Linked DNA regions of Mus musculus: region 1 is linked to region 2. A link is a contact called in public targeted proximity ligation data. All regions are on one chromosome and are shown on one strand. The core of a region is the stretch at or near the end of the contact, and the rest is flanking DNA. Distances in the headings are between cores, read along the strand shown.

The links.
Region 1: a targeted proximity ligation map of regulatory T cells shows a contact between it and region 2, with 4 times the contacts expected there. A contact is called at or near these places in 2 of 484 Hi-C or Micro-C datasets (CD4 T cells and pre-pro-B cells) and 5 of 130 datasets of targeted methods (CD8 T cells, bone marrow-derived macrophages, memory CD8 T cells and 2 more).

What each region holds. Positions count from the first base shown.
Region 1 is chr19:29,453,050-29,459,466 of GRCm38.p6, forward strand. It overlaps Pdcd1lg2 (programmed cell death 1 ligand 2), which reads left to right. Exons shown (of 6, transcript NM_021396.2): 5 at 1,416-1,551. The coding sequence ends at 1,528. Among named protein-coding and RNA genes, the nearest start is that of Pdcd1lg2, 45 kb to the left of the region's middle.
Region 2 is chr19:29,059,983-29,067,437 of GRCm38.p6, forward strand. Gm9895 (predicted gene 9895) reads left to right here and starts at 7,319. Exons shown (of 2, transcript NR_045687.1): 1 at 7,319-7,455.

The DNA of each region.
Region 1 (6,417 bases), core at 117-2,616, 390 kb after region 2:
TGCCTTTCCCAGGAGCTGCGATTATGCTCCCAGCCCTTCCCAGCTAGCCACCAGCTACTGCCTCTCTCTATCTCTGCCCACCTCTCTGAGACTTAGACAGCTTTATTAACTTAGTACTTGTCAGATAGCATAATTGCTGGGAGCAGAATCTCATTGTTCCCAAGCATGGCCACAAACTCCTTTCTCTTTCCTCCTCCTCCTCTTCCTCCTCCTCCTCCTCCTCTTCCTCCTCCTCCTCCTCCTCCTCCTCCTCCTCCTCCTCCTCCTCCTCCTCCTCCTCCTCCTTGGACCCGGAAGTTCTACCTTTACCCTTCACCCAGCAATTAGCTTCCACCTTCTTTATTGACACAATCAAGAACCAATTCAGCTCCTCTCCCTACATCTACCAAACTGGCCCTTATCTTTTTGGTTCTAGCGTTCACATGCTCTTGGATAAAGATGATAGCTCTGGGGCTTGAGTTTTGGATCAAGAAGATCTATATCTAAAACCCTGGCTGTTTTACTTCCTTGGAAACAATTACCATAGACAGATTAGCATCCCTGAGGCTTCCTTGGCTCTAAAGTGACTCTGGATTATATATATATATCCTTCCTTAGCCAGATTTTCCCATGGTCCCATACTCTGTAGAGGGAAGGTCAAGAGCAGAGCAGCCAGCAGAAATAGGCATAGGGTAACTTGTGTGCCTATTCTTTGCCATGTTTTCAACATCTCTGTAGCCCTCTTTTCTCTCCATCTGGCCAGCCTGAAGGTACCAGTGCTCTGCAAAGCTGTTCCCCAGCCTTTAAATTAAATCGCCTCTTCACTAAATGGATGTGTCAGTGGCAGCACCTTGGTTAGTTCAGACAAGATAAGGGGTAACTTGTATCTGAATGGCTGGATTTAACATGTCAGCCCATTGGGGATATTCTGCTCTTTCAAAAGGACCTTGCTGGTGTTTAAAATTGAATAACTAACAGTGCAGAGTCTAGGCTCTTGAGTTCTTATCAGTGAGGGAGAAAATACATTTTTGAGCTGAGGGACTTTTTCTACTTGAATGAGAAAATCCAGATGGTGAAGAAAAGAGAGATGGAGGTAGAGATAGCGACAGAGACAGGGTGGGAGGGAGGAAAAAGAAAGATGACGAATAGGTGGGTGGGTGGAACAACAAAGCGACAAAAGGACTGCATCATAGCTGAATCACCTGCTGTCTAACTTTGGGGACATTTCTCAGCCTTTCTTCTTTCATGGGTGAATGTGGAGATCAAAGAAGAGGCTGCCTCACTGGGTGGAGGTGAAAGGAAAAGAACCTCTACTTGAGAGAGATGTGGAATGAAGGCTTAACTTCATTTCCACGTGGTAGAAACCACACAGGAAGCCACCTCAGTCTGTCTCGGGGCCACCTTGTGATGAGATTCCGGTTCTCTCATTCACCCAGGTCGGATGGAACCCAAAGTCCCCAGAACGTGGCCACTTCATGTTTTCATCCCGGCCTGCACCATCGCTTTGATCTTCCTGGCCATAGTGATAATCCAGAGAAAGAGGATCTAGGGGAAGCTGTATTACGGAAGAAGGTGAGTGACTTACAAGCCATGTAAGCCTGTGGCCTGCGGGTCTTCAGAGAAGCACTTCAAGCCTAGAAGGGTTTTGAGATTACCCTGGGGACATTCTACTCCAAGAAGAACATGGTCCAGTCTTCAGTGAGCTGAACCCACGCTGAAGTTTTGTGTTGTTTTATTTTGGTTTTTTTGTTTTTTAAGGGGAAGTTTGTTCCAGGGCTGAAGGAGTTTGGCTTGCCCTCCAAGCTTCATGGTAGCCAAGTTATAGAATCAGCCAGATTCCCATCAATGATAAACAATTTTTTAAAAAAATGTGATATGTGTGCATAACAGAGCACCTTGTAGCCTTAAAGAAAAAATTAAATACTGTCATTTTTCAGGGGAAGAAATGAAGCTAGAGGTCATCGTTTTAAGCCCTACTCAGAAGGTGCAGACAGAGATTATATTTCTTTTGATATATAGATTCTAGACTTAAAAAAAAAATAAATACAAGGACAAGGTACCCGCACAGCGGAAAGGAGATACAATGATGGAAGTGTATATGTGTGTGAAAAGCCATGATGATTAGGCTGGAGAAATGGCTCCTGAGTTAAGAGAGTCATCTTACAGAGGACTTGAGTTCAATTCCCAGCATCCATATCAGGAAGTTCCTGATCACCTGTAACTCCAGCTCCAGGGGATCTAAGGTCCTCTTCTAGCCTCCCAGGGAGCTAAGTTAGTCCACCAGAGGGCCCTATCTGAGCCAATGCTGAGGGCCTAGTGGGTAAGGGGTTGAATGTACACAACTGTGGCCGACAGGAAGTCCCACCTGCCTCTTCAGCCATATGTGTCTTGCACAGAGACCAATGGCAAGTAGCATGTGAGGATGCCATAACTAATTCACTGCCACTGTGGTGTAGAGCTCTTGAGTCCTTGCTAGAGCAGAGTCCCATGCAGAGCCCATTAAACTTTCATGGCTGATGAGGAAAGAGGGGCTTCCTTCCTTCTCGTCAGCTGCACCATTTGCCCCTTCTACACTAGACCCTCATAAGGAACCTGAGTCAAGAGCTTTAACTTCTCTCTCTTCTACAGTTCTTTGGGCCATTGTTGTCCTGAGACTACAGTAAAGATAGAGAAGTCTCCATCCCTTTCTTTCTAGAAGCCTCCTCGGCTCCTGTACAGATTTATTCATCAGATAATCACAACTTATGATGCCTGCTGAGTACTGGGAGGGCAGCCATTGCCAGTCCATAAAAGTGTCTTATTAACTATTCCTTTCATAGAGCCATTCAATCCTTTGTTGAAGGATCCAGTGTGAAACAATATGTTCCAGAGAAGTTGGCAAATTCTAGTTCTGTTTTATCAGCTAGGCTTAAGTATATGGGAACTATGTTTCTCTCATCAGTAGATATATGTTCAATATCTAAAATGCTATGTGGTATATATATATAAGATAATGCCCAATAAAATTGTAAGTTTTTTCTTTTTTCATCCCTGACAATTTCATACATGCATATATATGAACCTATCATGAACTTTAGACATTCCATCCCCCTTTCTCTACTCTTACCTCCCCTTCCTTTCCTACTGACGTTTTCTTTCCAACAAGTCTCCTCTCTACTTTCTCGTTTTCTTTGTGTGGGTGGAGCCCCCTGAGCTTAATTGAAATTGTTTGCGGGAGCATGAGGCATGAGCGTAGGTTACTTATTAAAGGTCAACTGACCGGTAGTTACACCACTGAAGAAAATGGCACCCCTTTCCATAGCAACCATTACCTCCCAATAGTGCCTCAGAAGGGGGCATCGTGGATTCCTTCTCATCCATAATGAAATGTAGGCAGGACCAATCTTGTGCATATTTGAGCAAATATACAAGCTATGCTGGGTTCCCGAGTGCACCAGCTATGTCTGACGTTTTGTTGATCCTCCCCCCACCCTCTGTCTCTCATATTCCTTCCTCCCCCTCTTCCATGATGTTCCCTGAGTGTTGGAGGGAGTGAAATAGATATCTCATCTAAGGCAGTGCTTACTCTTGGATTTTGGTCTGTTATGGGTTTCTGCAATGCTCATTAAACTTGTAGTCTACTGTCTGTAGGTGAGCATGACAGACCTGCTTTGGCCATTTGAGTAGCCATATTTAAAGCATTCACATGCTGTAGTTACAGGCTACAATATTGGATACTGCAGACAGCCAACATCACTGCACATCACTGCCCAGCACTGTGATAAATGTCCCCCTCAACTCCTCTCCAAATTACAAGCTTTGCCCAGGACAGAAAGCAGTGCCTTTATTTTGTCCATGAAGGAACTGAGGTTCAGAAAATCCGTGTGACTTCCCAAAGTCACACAACATAGACAGTTGAACTCTAAAATGTGTGACTCTTTTTATGGCAAAAGAGCTTAATTGAAACCAGCAATCTGAATAGTATTATCCATACAAGGGAAGAGGAAGTCGTAACCCAAAGAATTAAATGAGTTCTCATTTACATGCTGGGCCAATCACGAAGCCAAGTCAGAGTCCCACAGAAGTTACCTGTACAGAGTCTAGATCTGTAGAGCTTATTAAACTACAGGTGGCTTAAATGAATGAGGATTAAAAAAAACTTGGCACATGCAATGAGCAATAATCAATTCAAACATACATATATAACAAATGCAAGGTGCTTATGGCAGTTCTCATTCATGTTATCACATGACTTCATTAAAGCATGGTCTGGACATACAACACAGTCACTTTACACTGTGCATGCTCTTCTATAACTGAATGTCAAGGATGCTGCAGAAACACCTTGGGTCCAAGTTGAGACTATTCTGTGTTATGGCTTGCAGTGTTTTTATTGTACATACAAAGTCTTATTATCTCATTGAAATAGAATAACTTAATTCTAAAAGTATATTTCAAGACAAGGTCTTATGTCATACAAATAATATAAGACAAAGTCTCATTACATAGCTCTAGCTGTCTTGGAACTCACTCTGTAAACCTGGCCAGTCTGGATCTCACAATGATCTGCCTACCCCTGCCTCAGAAGTGCCAGGATTAAAGGTGTGAGCCACTACATGCCTATATAAAAACACTTTTAATATTTTTCTACCACTTTTCCTCAATATGTGTCAAATTCATATAACTTTATATTTAGTTGCATTAGAAATTTTATTTCTAAAGCTGATTTAATTGCTAGCTTGAGTTTCATTAAAAAGTTATCAATGAGTTTTGGGTTGTTATTAGGACAGAATTTCCAAAAATTTCTTAAGTGCCCCTAAATATACTTCTGCTAATTTGTGTTGTATATTTATGTGAGAGGTGTTCTCTGCCATTCACCATAAAACTATTAATTTTAAATACAACTAACTCACTAGTATAAAATTTTTCTTTTGTCTTTAATAAATGGTAGAATTATATATGCACAAAGAATTGCTTTTAAATAAGTTAATTATTTCATACCAGTAAATGCTTAGTTTCTGTAGCTATACACTGTCACACATACATCCTCCCTCACATACAGTTTCACACACACACAGTCACACACTATCACATATACAAATACACTCACATACACCTTGTCACACACACCCTGTCTTTCTCTCACACACATACCCTGTCACACACATACACACACACACACACACACACACTCATACACACCCTGTCACAACACATACCCTATTACACACATACATACCCTGTCTCACACACGCACACACATACACACTCACATATACCCTGTCACACACACATTCTCCCCCACATACAGTCACATACACACACAGACACAAATTCTTATATACACACCTACACCACACATACACACATCCCCCTCCACATACACATAGAATAAAATAAAATATGAATAAAACTTGGGACTACTATGTTCTTGTGTTTTCCCATTTCATACAGACCTCTTAGTTACTATGTAGCCCCAGCTAATCTCAAACTAGAAATTCTCCTGCCTCAGCCTCCCGAGCCTGGTACAGGTATGTATCCTTGGCTTCCTATTGCAGTTTTTAAGAACTCCTTTACAGTGTATATTATGAAAGTATCAACAACACTTTGAAAATAAAAAGCACAGATGTAATACACACACACACACATACACAAACAAATCTGGTTCTTGCCAAGATATGGGAAATATGGTTCTTAAGATGTGTGGAGACTTGTGTGTGCACAAGTGTGTGTATGTGTGCATGTACATGTGTGTGTACATGTCTGTGTGCATGTACATCTATGTTCATATGTGACCAAGGTACATCAGTATGCTGTGTGTAGAATACAGATATCAACCTTGGGTGCCATTCCTCAGGCACCATATGCCGTGTTTCCTCCACACAAAGTCTTCCATTATGACGTGAGGCTGTTCACTGAGCCCCAGGGATACATTCACCTCCCAGGCATGTGCTACTGCACCCAGCTCTTTACACAGATGCTGGGGATCAACTCGGCTTCTCACCCGTGTGCAGCAGCCTCTTTATTGAGTTATTTTCCCAGTCTTCTCCCACATTTTTTATTAGATACAACAATACAGCACACTTCAATAACAGAAAAAACGGCCATAATTCTTATAAAAGTCTCTAAGGTTTTAGATTCGAATATTAATCCTCGTTTGATCATGAGCTGGTAACTAGCAGTTTTTCAGCCAACATCATCCAGCCTAGGGACCAGCACCAGGTTGGTGCTGCCTTAGAAGACCGAGTCGGGACTTTGCCAGACTCTAAACCAAAAGTCAAAGGCGTTATGTTCTGGCTGCCTATGGCTGGTGGAGAATATTAACCCTGACCTCTGGCAGTAAGGGGGCTGCCACTGAAAACCGAGACATTCCAGAGCAGCTCCTCTGAGTTGAGAATTGGGTTCCTTTCAAATACCAATCTTCTTGAAGGAGACTACCCTGGCTATGGCACTGAATTG
Region 2 (7,455 bases), core at 2,734-5,233:
TTTTTAAAATGGTGCTCAGTTATGTTCATAATAAAATAAATGCCAATTAAACCTATAGTTGAGTAATGATAGAAAAATGGGAAATTATAGGGACATGGGAAGAAAATAACCCTTACTATGGAAGTTTGTTGAAATTTCTCACCAGCTGAGAACCAAGAATTCCAGTCATTCCAGTCGCCATTCACCTTTCCGTTGAAATCTAAGTGTACTATTTCTTGTATCTAAAAGTATTTTCAAATGAAATCGTTGAAATAGCAATGAACTGCCTGTAGACTGTGAGCCTGTGTGAGCTGCGAAAATGACCCTTTCTCTCCCAAATATTTTCTGGACCGCTCACAAACCAGACAATGTTGCAGTGAAAACATTTGAACTTCCCAAGCAACTCTTTTGATCCAGGCTTTTACCTCAGCAGCTGCGATCCTTTCCAAAGCCTCCGGGAAACAACCCTGTGATCTTATTAAAATTCCTTAGTGATGCCTTAAAGATAGTGTCAAAGGTCACCCAAATCTGGCCAATGAAATGGCGCAGCAGACAAGGAGGCTCCTCAAGTAGTCTGAAGACCTGAGTTTGACTCCCCCCGCCCCCGACCCCAGATCCTCATGGTGGAGAAAGAAAGCCTACTCCTGCCCATTGCACTCTGACCTCCACACACACTTCAGCACCCCCACCCCTACCTCCACCACTACCCCCACCCCTCTCCCCACTCCCATCCCCACCCCTACGCATTAACTTTTTTTAATCACCAAACTCCTACACATATATAGCTGGTATAAAGACAATGACTTCTTTCAGAAGGAGACTCCCACATTCTTGGGTGTGTCTGTTTCTTTCTCTGAACTTTCTGTTACCCCCCACACACACCTGTTTTAATCTATATTTAAAAATCTCTTCTAGGGCTGGCGATGTAGCTCAGTGGTGAAACGCATGCCTAGCCTGTGTGAAGCCTTAGGTTTTCTCTCTAGGATGATGGGGGGAGGGGGATAAGGGAGGGGAGCCTCGTTTAATAAACTACGGCTCTGTTTTGAATAGACTCATTCTGAGATCGTTTTCTGCAGTTTTACCTGGGAGGAGAGAGGCCTCTGAACACTACTGCCCAGGCTACAGAAAGCAGGAGTGTGGACCTGCCGCCGCTCACAGTGAATTACGTCAGGTTAGCACAGACCTGAAGTGAAGGACGCCGTGTGAAGAGAATGCAGTGGAGAGCACGTGCTCATATTTTATTAAGGGAAATGAAAAATGGTACAATACACAGAGAGGGAGATTTGACAATATTTAAGTACGATTTCATAGATACCTATCTGTTAATACAGAAATCCCATTTCTAAGACTCTCTTCTCAAAGATATTCTAGCGATCTCAGCACGCTGGTACAGGTTTGTAACTAGCACTCGGGTGACTGAAGCAAGAAGACTGAGAGCTCAAGGCTAGCCTGGGCTACATAGAGAGTATGTATGTAGCCTGTTTCTGAAAGAAAAGAATCTTGGAAAAAACAAAAAACAAAATAAAACAACAACAACAAAAGCATCTTTAAAACAAAAGAATTCAATGAACAATGCTTGAGACAATGGGAGAATTGGGGAGGGGGTGGGGGGAGAACCCCCAAATCTATTCATCGTAGATGGCTCTGAGTAACTGTGACAGTTTGCGTATGCTTGGCCCAGGGCATGGCACTATTAGACAGTGTAGCCTTGTTGGAATAGGTGTATCACTGTGGGCAAAGGTTTAAGACCCTCATCGTAGCTTCCTGGAATCCGGTATTCTGCTAGCAGCCTTCAGATGAAGATGTAGAACTCTCAGCTCCTCCTGCACCATGCCTGCCTGGAGGCTGCCCTGCTCCCACCTTGATGACAATGGACTGAACCTCTGAACCTGTAGGCCAGCCCCAATTAAATGTTGTCCTTATTTAAGAGTTGCCTTGGTCATGGTGTCTGTTCACAGCAGTAAAATCCTAACTAGGACAGTGATCTATTTATGACCTATGAAAACAGGTAAGAAACATCCCTGTATACCTGTGTATACCATATATACTGAAACTGAAGAAGAACTAATGATCTTGGAGAGAGAAACTGTTGAGGACCAGGCACTGGGGAGATGTCTCTGAGCCTGACTGGGGGTGGGAGAACAGCAGATATACAACCAGAGGACCTGAGTTCAGATCCCTAGCACCCACTGAAAGAGCAGGTATGGCCACTGGCACCTGCAACCCCAGCACTGAGGAAGGGGGAATGAGGCGTGGAGACTGGTTGATCCTGGGGCCTGCTGTCCAGCCAGCCTAGTGAAAACCAGAGTTCCAGGTTCAGGTTCCTTTATCTTAAGGGAATAAGGCAGAGAGCAAATGAGGAAGTCACCTGTCCCCTGACCTCTCCCGGCTGGCCTGGCCTTTGTGCACTTATAAGGGCATCCTTACACACACACACACACACACACACACACACACACACACATAAACACACACACACACAAGCACACCCATCTACACATCCTCACATACACAAAGACTGTTACAGACCCGAGCAAAATATCTTTGAAAGCCATGCACTGCCCATCCCTGTGTCTGACCCAGGATGTATTCTTAACAGACCACCAGTTTCCACCAACCCAGAAGTTAGGATGTTAGCAGATCACATCTGGGACCTATAACAAAGGTTCCCTGCTTTGCTGTAGCCTGCCTAACTGTTGTCTCCACCAGTGTATTTGGTAACTGTCTTGACTTATGACTTTGTTCCATAATTAATACATCTCATGTGGCCCTTTGCAGTGGGATCTATCTTTCTGGTCTGCTTGGATCTGTGTTCCTGGGCTGTGGTCACCCACATTTGGCTCCAGAATAAACTATCCCATTTGAGGCAAGAACTGTGTTTTGTATCAACAGCAGAAGAACAGAGTGAGAAGTTTCTCCATGCCCCTTAGGGACAAAGAGTGGACATCCAGAAAAAGTCTGTTTTTGACTCCAAATAGCACCCACAGACATATATCTGTGGAGAAAGTTACACAGATATAAAAGGAATTCCAGGGGCTGGATCAGATCAGCTGTGGGCATGGTGTGATGTCATATAAAGAACGGGCTAGTCTGGGGCTCAGCAGGAAAGCCATGTTCATTCCCAGCAAAGCAAAACCAATACAAAACAAAAGGACTTAGAAGGCCAGGGGTCCGGCTCGGTGCATGAAGACGCTTGCTGACAGCAGTGATGACCTGGGTTCAACCCCCAGGACCCACGGGATAGAAGGATGCTGAGAAGGGGACCTATAGGACCTATACCTGTTTCTTATATTCAAAACCAAGTCAATCCAGGACATGAATGGGAGCCCAGGGCTCACCTGCAGCCATAGTTAAAAGCAGGGCAACAACATTCATATCATACTCACACCCCCATCTTACACTAGTAATCAAACCTAAGCCTTCAGTTGCCTACAACTGCTCTGGCTGTGGCTCCTCGTGCTACCTGCAGAAGTAGGGGAGTCCCAGGCCCCATTGCCTTTACAGATTTTTCGGCTTTTCTCTATATTTACTTTTTCCTCATGGATTTCCTGTTCCTCAGAATCACCTAGATGAGTCGTCTTTACCCTTCCTAATGTTGTGACCCTTTAATATAGTTCTTCATGCTGTGGTGATCTACGACCATATATATATATTTTTTGTGCTACTTTATAGCTGTAATTTTGCTACTATTATGAATGGCAATGTAAATATCTGTGTTTTCTGACGATTTTAGGCAACCCCTGTGAAATATCCCCAAAGGGGTCGCAACCCACAGGTTGAGAACTGCTGAGTCAGCCATTCTGTTTAAAAATACAGGTTCTCAGGACCTATTCTAGTCCATTAACTACAATCTTTTTAGAGGAGAGTCTAAAAGTCTGAACTTCATCTCAGGATGATTCCGGCTTGTGCCTAGTTTTAAGAAGTACGGCACTAGACAGGGCAGTGATGATATTCCTTTCACTGAGGACACAGCGCCTGGCACTTCACCAACACACCTGACTGCTTTCAGAATGAATAGGCGGAATGAGCTGCCCCGCCCCCACTCTACCCACGTGGCCGTGCCTGGCCAATGAACATTCAGTTGCTAAGATTCCACCTACCGGCAGGTGGCGCTGAGTCGACGTAAATGCCGTCCCAGGAAATGTTTTGCTGGAAATTCAAGCCTCAAAGGCAGCTCAATTGGATTATATTTTTACGTATTTACTTTGTCTGTAACTCTCACTTGTATGAGTAATTTGGTTTCTGATGGCGTGCTTTGAATGAGAGAAGCCAGGGAACGCAACCTGACAAGGCCTGGGAGGTAATGAAAGGACTGGATGGACACTCCTAATGGTCCTAGTTTTCATTCTCTATGAGCAAGCACTGTGTGTTATGAAATTACTCAAAGACACAAATGAGTCTGCCATTTCAGTAAGAGTGTAGCTAGCCTGTAATTTCTGTTAGTCATCTACTGTTTCCTTTATGGGTGTTTAATTGGACTAACCTTTTAAAACCATTTCCCTCACAAAGCTGTCTGAAGGGCTGTCTTGGCAGTCTTTTGAGACGTGGGAAGTCAGCCCACAGTTAAAGGCTGGGGCTCCGTAGCCAACGCCTCTTCCCCTTCCCCCAAAGGGCATCGGCGTGCAAGTGACTGATAGGGCTGGCCTGAACCAACAGCCAACTATCAGGCAAGACCATGGCCCCGGCTGAACTGGTTTCTTCTGCCAGCAGACCTTCAGCCAGGGGCCCTGAAGGAGGAACCATCCTGAGGTGCTTGCTGTCTTCCCAAGGCTCCAAGCCCAAAGCAGAGAGAATTGGGACTCGAAGGAGGAAGCAAGGAGTCTACAGCACAGACTCCTTGCACAAGAGGGCGTAATTCAAGGGAATCACACAGTTTAGGTCACACCATAGCATAGAGTTCCTGGGAAAGAAGAGAGGAGAGCAGGGAGGGGAGGGGTGGAAAGGGGAGGAGAGGGAGAGGGAGAAGGGAGGGGAGGGGAGGGGAGGGGAGGGGAGGGGAGGGGAGGGGAGGGAAAGGAGAATCTATTAAATTAAATGCTTTAAGGGCTCGGTGGTGGTGGTGCATGCCTTTAATCCCAGCCCTTGGGAAGCAGAGGCAAGTGGATCTCTGTGAGTTCAAGGCCATCCTGGTCTACAGAGTGAATTCCAGGACAGCCAAGACAACACAAAGAAACCTTGTCCCAAAAATAAACAAACAAACAAATACTGTGATGACTAATACCTTGTATGATAATTTTTTTAAAACAAATACTATAAAATAACAAAAGAACGGATACAATTTCTCATTTTCTTCCTTGAATAACCTGGTATACAGTTAGATAGGAGCCAAGCAAAACAGGCAACCAGAAGCCAGTGTGACCCAAACTGACTCGTAGGGGGGTGTCCTGTTTGGAGGTGTCTGGTATGAGCATAGGAGCCCAAGTGGCATGAAGACTGCATACAGATGTGTTTGAGTTAATGGGGGGCAGAGCTTCCCATTCCTGAAGAGCTAACATGCAACTCTAGGGAAAACTCTAGGGAAAGCTGCATGGGGTTGAGCTCAGAAGCATCAAGTCCACTGTGTGTGTGTGGAATAAATCTAGAGGAATGCCCGAGTCCTTACATGGTCATGTCCACATAGCCCCAGTTTTCTGCACTGGAAGGGAGGGAGATCAGCTGTGTTCTGGTTTCTAAACAGAATCCTTAAAAGGACCAAGACCCCTTAGGTTAAACGAGTGGCTGACTGTAAGACTAAGAAAAGTAGCTGGGTTCTTCAGGGCGCTCAGGCAGGATTGCAAGTACAAGGTCTTCCAGGACTGTAGTAGGAGACCTTGTCTCAAAGTGAAAAGTAAAACAGGGGCTGGAGAGGTGGCTCAGAGGTTAAGAGCACTGATTGCCCTTCCAGAGGTCCTGAGTTCAATTCCCAGCAACCAATTCCCAGCTCAGGACCATTTGTAATGCTATCTGATGCCCTCTTCCGGCATGCAGGTGTGTATGCAGAAAGAACACTCTTTCATGTTAAATAAATAAATCTTAAAATAAATAAATAAGACAAGAGCCAGAGATATGGTTCAGGGTGGGAGATCTTCAAGCACGCATGAAGCCCTTGGTTCAAGCTCAGCATTGTAAAAATAAAGAAAAATAAATAAATCACCAGTACCGTAAGTAAAATAAAATAAAAATGAGCCTGGAAAATCTTGTGCCAGAAAGTAAGACCGTGCGGAGAGAGGGATGCTTAAACTAGCTTAAACTAGCCTCAACTCTTCCTGCTGGCCAAAGCTGGGTTAATCTGAACATCAACGGAAGTGACTTTGTACTTCACAATCAACATTTATATGAAGCCATATAAGGAAATAGAGAGACGTTTTGATTTATAGTATCTAAGTTCATTTACTACAAAAGAAAAAGTGATTTACAATCAAGAAGTCTGGTGGATGTCACCTTAATGATGTCATTGAAGTACAAAGCTCAGTGGTCCGACCTTTGAGAGCATGCTTGCTTCTTTAGTGGTTCACAGAAAGATATAGCACAAGAGTCTAATCATGATAAAATTCCAAACTGTGGTCTCAAAATGATCAACGTCAGGAAAGACCAGGAAAAAAAAAAGTTAAGGACTTTTCCAGATTGAAGGAGACTAAAGGACAAATGACAACCCCAGGCAGTGTGTGATCCTGAACTGGTTTCTGTGCTGTGACATATGATAGGAACAGTAGATGGGACCAGAACGAAGCAGAGCTGTATCACACCGGTGCCTGGCTGTGATTTTCTCGAATTTTCGTAGAATTGACACAAAAACAGAACTCTTGCCTCAATGGCGGTAGATCTAGTTTGTGCTGAAGTGACCAGGACCTGGGAATAAAGACTCAGGTTATACCAAATCCAAGTCCCACTTAGGAGCTGCATAGTTTGTTTGTTAGCAGAACAAAGAACACAGTCATACATAAATCAAGGCCCTTTTCAAAGGTATTGGTGCTCCGTTAAATAGGCAGTTACAGCCAAGCCAGTGGTCTTAGCTGCAGGCCTCAGATGCAATCGGATGAAACTCAGGGAGACCACGACCTAAGGGAAAGAAGGCTCGCAGGGAGCCTCCCTCCTCACAGCTCTTTGCACTGTTGAGATTCAGAGACAGCCCCTTCCTTATAAGGTACAACAATGAAGCCCTTGGTTTCTGTTCCCGGCTCCTCTTCTGTCTTCCTTATCTCAGTAACTGGCACTGCCTTTTGCTCAAATTGTTTACTAGAACACTGGGCGTGGTCAGAAGACTGGGCGTGATCTTCAGTTCAGCTCCTCCCACTGGCCATTCGGTTCATCAGCCAGCCCAATCAGGTCTGCCTCCCAGCTCTCTCTTCACTATGACCTTCTTCCCCCTTCCATGTAGTTTAAGCTGCTGCCTAGAGCGTTTGGACAGCCTTTTTCTGCTGCCGGCCAAGCTGTCTCTCTGCCTTTTCCACACTGCACCTCACCCAGCAGTCAAAGTAGGCAGTCCCTCGGATTCCT